Regions from separate parts of the Sus scrofa genome. Here region 2 is linked to region 1. The links are chromatin contacts, called in public HiChIP or PLAC-seq maps. All regions are on one chromosome and are shown on one strand. The core of a region is the stretch at or near the end of the contact, and the rest is flanking DNA. Distances in the headings are between cores, read along the strand shown. Region 1 holds the start of B3GNT5 (UDP-GlcNAc:betaGal beta-1,3-N-acetylglucosaminyltransferase 5). Region 2 holds the start of KLHL24 (kelch-like protein 24).

What was found. HiChIP or PLAC-seq counts read pairs in DNA pulled down with a chosen protein or histone mark.
Region 2: an H3K27ac HiChIP or PLAC-seq map of alveolar macrophages shows a contact between it and region 1. The contact joins the promoter of KLHL24 here to the promoter of B3GNT5 in region 1. A contact is called at or near these places in 2 of 2 datasets of contacts at active chromatin or transcription factors (alveolar macrophages and skeletal muscle).

The regions. Positions count from the first base shown.
Region 1 is chr13:121,204,343-121,208,366 of Sscrofa11.1, forward strand. It overlaps B3GNT5 (UDP-GlcNAc:betaGal beta-1,3-N-acetylglucosaminyltransferase 5), which reads left to right and starts at 2,359. Exons shown (of 3, transcript NM_214327.1): 1 at 2,359-2,494. The region is part of intron 15 of MCF2L2 (probable guanine nucleotide exchange factor MCF2L2); the gene reads right to left.
Region 2 is chr13:121,562,731-121,566,687 of Sscrofa11.1, forward strand. KLHL24 (kelch-like protein 24) reads left to right here and starts at 2,118. Exons shown (of 9, transcript XM_003132561.5): 1 at 2,118-2,273.

The sequences.
Region 1 (4,024 bases), core at 1,109-3,608:
TTGACAGCTGCCCACCCAGTCTGTGAGGATGCCCAGACGCCATGCTCAGCAATTCACATACATTATTGTTTCTGTTGTCAGACCTCACTGCACCTTTGCAGGCAGGAATTGTCGTAGGGCACAGAGAAGTTGGGTCACTTGCCCAAACCTGTGGCCAGCAGGAAGCTAGGTCAAGATTCCTCTCTATCTCTCTAGCATCTCTGGTTTTGCATAAATGTTCATTGGATTCAGAACACACAGCCTGTGGTGTGTCTGAATTCATGGGACAGGGCCTGTGCAGAATCTGTGAGGAAATCTATCTTCTACAGAAAGAGCAAATTAAGCCAAACAAGTCAAGCCTAGCACTATAGTGATATGCTTCAGCTCTGTTAGGCATTAAGGAGTCAGCTATCAAACCTACTTCTCCTTGCAGGATTTCAGTAACACTTGTCCCTTCTTTGGGTTTCTTTGGCTCCAACCATTTCCTGGGTCCTCTTGTACTCAAGTTTCAGTCTTCTTTCCCTACAACTAATGATACATGCCCAACTCTCTGATCCTCTTTCCTACATTTGCTTCTCCCTCTGCTCTTTCTCTGTCTTATCGTCCCCCTTCTAACTCTTAACATGCAAATTGAATTCCCCCATTCTCTAAAGTTTACCATCTTGATGCTACAGTTTTCCTTTTCCAGCAACTCTCCATAGTCCTCTAGCGCTCTGTGAAACGATTACCTGACAGTGAGGTTGAAAGTTGTTTATAAATCTAATTGTACTGGTTCACAAGCGGCTACTATAGACACGGAGGGCAAGGCAATTCTGTCCTCCTTCCTCGTGACGGTCAAATTAGCATCACTGCTATCAGTTAATTTTATCTCTAACTAATTTCAAAATTTTCACACACTCCCTCCCAATAAAAGAAACTGAGAACTTCATTCTATACCATCAAGTCTATCATTCTCTTCCTCTCCCTCTGAGGTGGAAAGGGAGCCAGCCTGCCACAGGCATCCTCCCAGATGGGCAGAGGAGCTGTTCCCATGTAGTACGCAGGCACCAGGACAGGCATTCTGGGCCACTCTGCTCCTCTCCATCTCCCATCCACACCCTCTCCCCACCTCCCACCAAAAGCCCCACATCCTATCACCAATATCCTGACCTCCTTCTAATCCTTTGCCTGTGTTGTCTATCTCCATATAAGCTGATGTGACTATATGATTTTTATATGTATTTATCAATGTTTGAGTCAGTTTGTATTTTTGGTGGGTACAGTCCGATGTGTTCGAGCATGTGGAATATACATGTGCTGACACCTGCACCCATGTGGGCCTAGTTTCAAGCGACCTGACACGAATATAATGATAATGAACATTTGTACATAAATACAGAATACACATATGATACCTAGGGGTTATGTCTATGGGCTTAGCATCAGGATTTTATTTTGCATAAAGGGAGTGATCTGCACTGCACTAACAATGAATCAGCTTTTTAAAGGTCACTATCAGTGACTCCCTTACAAATCACATTACATAAATACTTCTGTGATTGGACATGCCATTTGGCACTACAGTCTCTGAGTTGATAAAGGCAGCACCAAGCCATGCTCTCTACAGGTAATATATGAAAGGAAATAACTGCATAATTGAAAATATTTTAAGGAGCTTAAAGAAACTACTTTTAAAACTTCTTAAAAATCTGGTTTGAAATAACAAGTACAATGTTATGTTTACACTTTCAAATTGACTCAGTAATCTACTTTTAAGTCATTACCTGTCATCTTCCTTTCACAGTCACAAATCCAAAACTTTTATTTTACTGAAATATGGGTTAATCTTTTATTTTCTGTCATGTTCTCAAATACATACAATTACAAAGCTGTTCAAAATATCACCTCTGTTAAATGATAATGTTTGTTCTACAGGAGGACGCTAGAACAATATTTGGGGAACAAGAAACCAGACCCATAAAGGATTTATTTATAATCTCTTCCCTTTAGTGGAAATTCATATTCTCCTGATTTGGTCTAATTACATGCATTAGTATTTTGAATTGGGAAAAAACGGCTCAAAGAGGACACATACAGATCCTGGCTCACAGCTGATGATCTGAGTAAAATGATCTCAATTAACTGAAGAGATGGGGAGAAGCATTTCCTGGAGTTCCTATGCACGGACAACAGACTGGGGTGGGGCTCACTGCCTTCACCAACACACTGGGGTGGTGTTGAAGGGACAGGCCAGTCTGGGTTTTGCAGTGACGCCAAGAAGGTGCAGGAAATGCTGCACACCGCACACCAGCCCAGCCGCGCCCCCGCCCTCCGCCCGGAACCCCTGATTGGGTCCGCCAAGACCTGCCCGTTCCAGCCAGTTCCTCGCTGGGGAAGCGAGCGCAGCGCTGGCCGTCCAGCCCCGGCTCACGATTTAAAACGGGCAAGTTTTGTTCCTGAAATCAATGACTCGCTCCGCTGCCGGAAGGAGAGCCGACCTCCGTTTTGGGAGTTTAAGGAGCTGATGTTGGTCTTGGTGAGTTCTGCTTTAAGCTCCGTTTGAAATTGAGCTGGGCTTGAAAGTGAACTCATTGCGGGGAGGGGGGAGTCTCTCCCCAACCGCCCCACTGATTTCTTAAAACCAACCGCCGTCGTGAAGCTCTAGTTTGCTGTATGTTAGCTCCCTTCTTTTGTTACCGAGGCCCCCAGAAGCCTGAGGCATAAGTGGTGTTACAAGAGATCTTTTAAAGACTAGCCTGCCCTTAGAATTCTTGCTCCTAAAAGGAAAATAAGGTGCTCGAAGTACAACTCAGAACTTACATTTCCTAGAAGAGTAAACTGATGCGTGTTCTGAACAAATGGATCAGTTGTCTAACAAATACTATCTCCTAATGAAAAGTGTATGGAGACCAGTTGTTTCATATGGAATTCATATATGTGATCAACTGCACTATTTTAAAAAATGCTTTGCAGCCCACCGCATCCTAGCAGGGGCCCAGGTCCCTAGTGAGTGGAAATGTGGTCTTCTCTTCCGGATCGCTAAATGGGGGAAGTTCTAGCCCGCTCAGCGGGAATAAATCTCAACTGGTTTGTTCTCCGTGCGGGCAGACAGGCTCCCCCAGTCCGCAGTGAAGGCTCCGGGCCGCCCGGCCTCCGCCCCGCCCCTGCCTGGCCCGGCTGCCTCGCAGCGTCTCCCCGCAGGAGCAAATCCCGGGCCACGGGAAAGGAGAGTCGGAGTCTGTTCTGCTTCCTCTGGGCCAGGCGAGGTCTCTAGGGCCGAGGGGGTAAGAATTGTGAGGAGGTGAAGGCACGCGCATTCGCACGGTGGCTGGAGGACTTCAGGTCTGAATACACACTGGGGCCGGGGAGCCGCCGCTGGAGCAGAGCTGGCTGCTGCCCCGGCCTGGGGCGCGCGCGGCCGGGCGTCGGGAAGCGGAGGCAGCCCTACCCGCCGTAGGGTAGGCTGCCCGCCGCCCGGGAGCGCGGCGGCGAAGGAGGCGCGTTCCCTGTCCGGAGCCCCTTTGTTCGCTCCGGCCTGTTGGCGGGCGCCCGGCGACCGTGGCTCCCGGTCGAGAAGCAGCCCAGGTGCAGCAGGTAGGCTGGGAGACCCGGAGCTCTGGTGGGGGTGAATTTTCCCAGGGCCGGGAGGGATCCCCTTCTCTAGGGAGCTCCCGCCAGGCTGCCGCTGCGCCGCGCTGCTAAAACCAGCCGGAGCGCGGGAGCCGGGAGGCGAAAGCCGCGCCCTGCGGGCCTCGGTTTCCGGCCAGGGTCTCCTAACCTTGCTGCCACCCCTAGGCTGCAGGGGTGAATTTGGTTGAAAGGCCGAGTCTGAAGGTTGAAGCTAGGAAACTGCCAGACTGGGGAAGCTTTCGGTGAGTTACTGGTCAGGGAGAAAGAGACAAGGAAGTGGGCAGGCGGAGAAACTGGGAAATTAGACCTCTTTGTAGGAGGGTAAGTATTTGCCACTCTTTCCTTTGACTCTGTTGAATTCTATTTTGCTTCCTGAAGTGACAGAGTCATTGCTTACTCAGATACCAATTACGTAGGTCCAAAGTAGCACCTTTTC
Region 2 (3,957 bases), core at 868-3,367, 360 kb after region 1:
TGACCATAAGCTCTAAACAGATTTTCAGCTGCACAGAGGATCAGAGCACTTAACCCCTGTGTTGTTCAAGGATCAACTATAAACATGGGCAATTAGTGTGGTAACTGCTGGGAAGGAGGTAAAGATGGATTGCTGTGAGAAGACAGAGGGGAGACATCTCACGAAAAGGCAATGGGGAGGAATGGAGGGTTTCCCAGAGAGAAGACCCACAGACCCTCAGAACTAAGAGCAGGAGCTAGCCTAGTGAATGGGGTGAAGGGAAGGAGAGGACATAAGAGGCATAGGGAGCAGTATATAGATGCGAATGTCCTGGAGACAGAGCAAGAGTCCTGTAGGCAACCGTAGGAAGTTCACTGTGACTGGTGTTCAGGCTGCAGAAGCGAGCCCCAGAGTACATCAAGAAGAGCCTTAAATGCACTGCCAGAGAGGTGGGACTTTTATGACGCCAGTGAGGATCCATGGGTGCTGGAAAAATGAAAAGCCATACAAGAAAGGAAGTTGTATCCTGTTTAATTCATTGTTGAATAATAAATACATAGTCTTACTGACCTAAACACTAAATAATTATTTAACCAGAAAATGGATGATTGGAAGGATGGTGGACAGGGACGACAGCTTCCTTAATAGGAAATAGCCATACATTATACTGGAAGATAAATGTAAATACCAGAATAGCTCAAATAGTTGAAAGTGGCTGCTTCTGGAGAATTAAGAATGAGGAGGGGTGGGAGATGGACGACTGTCATACTACTAGACTTGTAATATTTAACCTTGTAAATACACTTTTTAGAAGGATAATTGTGTACCTATATTAATATAATTTTTTTTTAAATCTATGTGTCAGAGTTCCTGTTGTGGCGCAGCGGAACCAAATCCAACTAGGAACCATGGGATTGCAGGATCCAATCCTGGCCTCACTCAGCAGGTTAAGAATCCGGTGTTGCCCCGAGCTATGGTGTAGGTTGCAGACACGGCTCAGATCCTGCCTTGCTGTGGTTGTGGTGTAGGCTGGCAGCTGTGGCTTCAATTGGACCCCTAGCCTGGGAACCTCCATATGCTGCGGCCCTAAAATAAAAAAACTATGTGTCTATCTCAGCTTCACCACTTAATTGCTGAATGATCAGTGCCAGCTCTTTTATCCTCTCTGTGGCTTAGTTTCTTCATCTGTAAAATGGGATAATAAAACTGCCTTGCCGGGTTATTATGAAGATTAAAGGATATATGTGAAGAGCCTAGCAGTGGGTCTGGAGCTTAGTAGAAGCTCAATAAATGGTAGGCATTTTCATTTCTTAATAACATATGGAAATGAGGGCTAAAAAGCATGTTTAAAAAGCCTGGACACAAGCCTTCTTATATACACCTTTAGCCATTGGAACACATCCTCTTATTTAATAAAGACATGACTATATTCTTAAACTACAGAAGAAGAAGTTATAATTCTGATATCAGAAACGAAAAACTAGTTAAATGTTTCAAAATATGGAGGTGTACTCAGCCTTAAAAAAAATATTTCTGGAGACAAAAAAAAAAAAAAAAAAAAAAAAAAAAGCACAAAATAATGTCCTTTGGGGAATCTGCTTCAGAAAACAGGGATTTGTGACAAGGTTATCTGGTTTGCATGTACGTTTACAATAAAAAGATAACCCGAGGTGATACAGGTGACAGTGACAGATTTAAAAAGAAAAGTGGGTTCGTCTAGCTATCAGGGTTCTTGTCCTTCTCACCTCTCAGGCCCTCAGATCTCCTGACTGCATACCAAAGGATCAAATAAAAAGGTCTCTAAACCTAATCCCAAATTCTAGGGTTCTAAGAATTCTTGGTTACGTGCTTTTGCCTTGGGACGTGGCAATAAACACACGACTCATTTCTCACTGGGCTCCTCGCACAGATGCATTTCCTTAACCTATCTCTACCTAAAACAAAGTGTTTCCGAATCACCGGCTCTTAGACTGTTATCTTCCCACGCCCAGCACCCGACACCCACCCTACAACGGGAACCCCAAGTGGCCCCGGCGGCCACCCCCGGAATGAGAACTACATCTCCCAGGGTGCCCCGAGGCGGGGGAATGCCCACTCGGATAGGCCAGGGGTCCGTGACGCTTAGTGTTTTGGCCCCGACGGTCACATGTTTCCTTTGTTGTGAGCTGCGGGGAGACTGGTGGCTGGAGGAGACGCCGGCGCAGGAGAGAGCGCTGCGCCGCGGGCCGCTAAGGGACCGCTTGGGCCACCTCTGCTGGCCACTGCTGCTGGCCTCTTCCAGCCTTCTTCTTGAGGTACCCGGGGATGACAGCTCCGGGACCGGCCGAAAGGCGAGGAAACGACCAGAGCCGGGGGCGGAGGGGCGGCTGAGGTCACAACCACGGGGATGTCTGCAGGAGGGAAGCCAGCGGCGGCCGGCCTCTGGAGCCAGAGGAGGGGGGACTGAGGAGAGATTGCAGCTGGGGCTACAGGGCTCCTGTCTGGGGCGAGGCGACTCCGAGGCTCTCTTGGGGGGTCTTCAGCCCCGGTTCCGTAACAACACTATGAAAGAAAGGGCACCCCCGCCTCCTGGCACTACCGCCCCGGAACCGCGGCGTTGCTGGCGTGCCCGCCGGGGGCGGATTGGGAGGGGCCTGGTCGCCGGGGCTGGGGGCAGCTGGTGCGGATCTCCCCGCCGCCGGAGGGACTGAGGTAGCTGGCAGTGAGGGCGGGGAGAAGGGTCCCGCAACTTGCCGATGGGCTTCGAACGGACCACTGCTCTTTTTTACTCGAAGGAAGTGCCGAGAATGCGAAGGTATCAGGTCAAGCTTTCCCATTTGGTGGGGGCGACCGTTTGGTCCTGACGGGGAGGACTGACGGGGTCAAGGTGGGTCCCAGCGTAGCGGGCCAGAACAGCCCCGTAAAGAGTTGCGAAATGTGTGCGGCGCTGTCACCTGACCGTTACCCCCGCCCCCACCGTCCTGCGAGCCTTTGTTTACCGCCGCTCGCCGCAGGGCCAGCGCAGAGAACGGAGAACTGGGCCCTGGAGAGACAGTCCCTGGGGAGCCCGGGCGGGCGGGGGAGCGGGCGTTCCGTCGGCTGAGTCCCCGCCTAACCTCCCCACCTTCTCACCACTCCAGGCCTCGGTTTCTTAATTTAGTTCCTAATGGCCCCGCCCCCAGATTCTGGACGCTGGAGGCGAAGGCTGTTAACGCGGCGGGGATTGGGGGCCTGCGGCGGCTAGCGGGCGGGACGACCGGGCGAATTCCGAGCGTTTATTGGAGGGTGCCTTGTCGCTGGGTGGACGTGCCCAGGCACTTCTTCCCCGCCTCCTTGAAGGTGATCTGGAGGACGCGCGGGAGCGCGCGCGCTCGCCTCTCGTGCCGCCGCAGCACTAGAGGAGCGGGTGGCGCGCGCTCCCGCGCTGGAGGACTCGGGCGCGAGGCCCCTCTGTCTGGCCGTCCTTTGCAGCTCTGGGGCCCGCGGAGGACAGCAGCCGCGGCGCGAGATCTGAGGGCCGGAAAATTAGCCCCTTTTGACTTGCATGGCCTTAGCTACCCAGGTGGTGGAAAGAAAGTCCTCAGACGAATTAGTTCTTGCCTGTTCTGTAAACAAGGTTTAAGTAGTTTAAAAAGAGCCGTAACGCCACGTTTTAGAGTGCTTTACAGTCATCCCTGAGGTGGTAACTGTTCAGTTTCAGTGGGTTTTAATAATTAATGACTTATTCTCTTGAACAGCTTTAAAAAAATCTCATCTTAGTATTTGCAGTTACAGATTGTTTAGGTCGACCAGCTGAGGATGCTTTTTGTTACGTCCTAAAATAGATTAAAAAGCTGCCTCCTGTCGACTAAAACGTAAAATTAGAATTATATTTTTTAAAAAAGGTAACTTGAGGATATATTTTTTAAAAGTAAGATTCTTCTATATTTGGGTTTAGATGAGTTGCTTCCTTGTTTGGGGAATATAGCTCTCTGTTTTGTGATGACATTAATATCTACA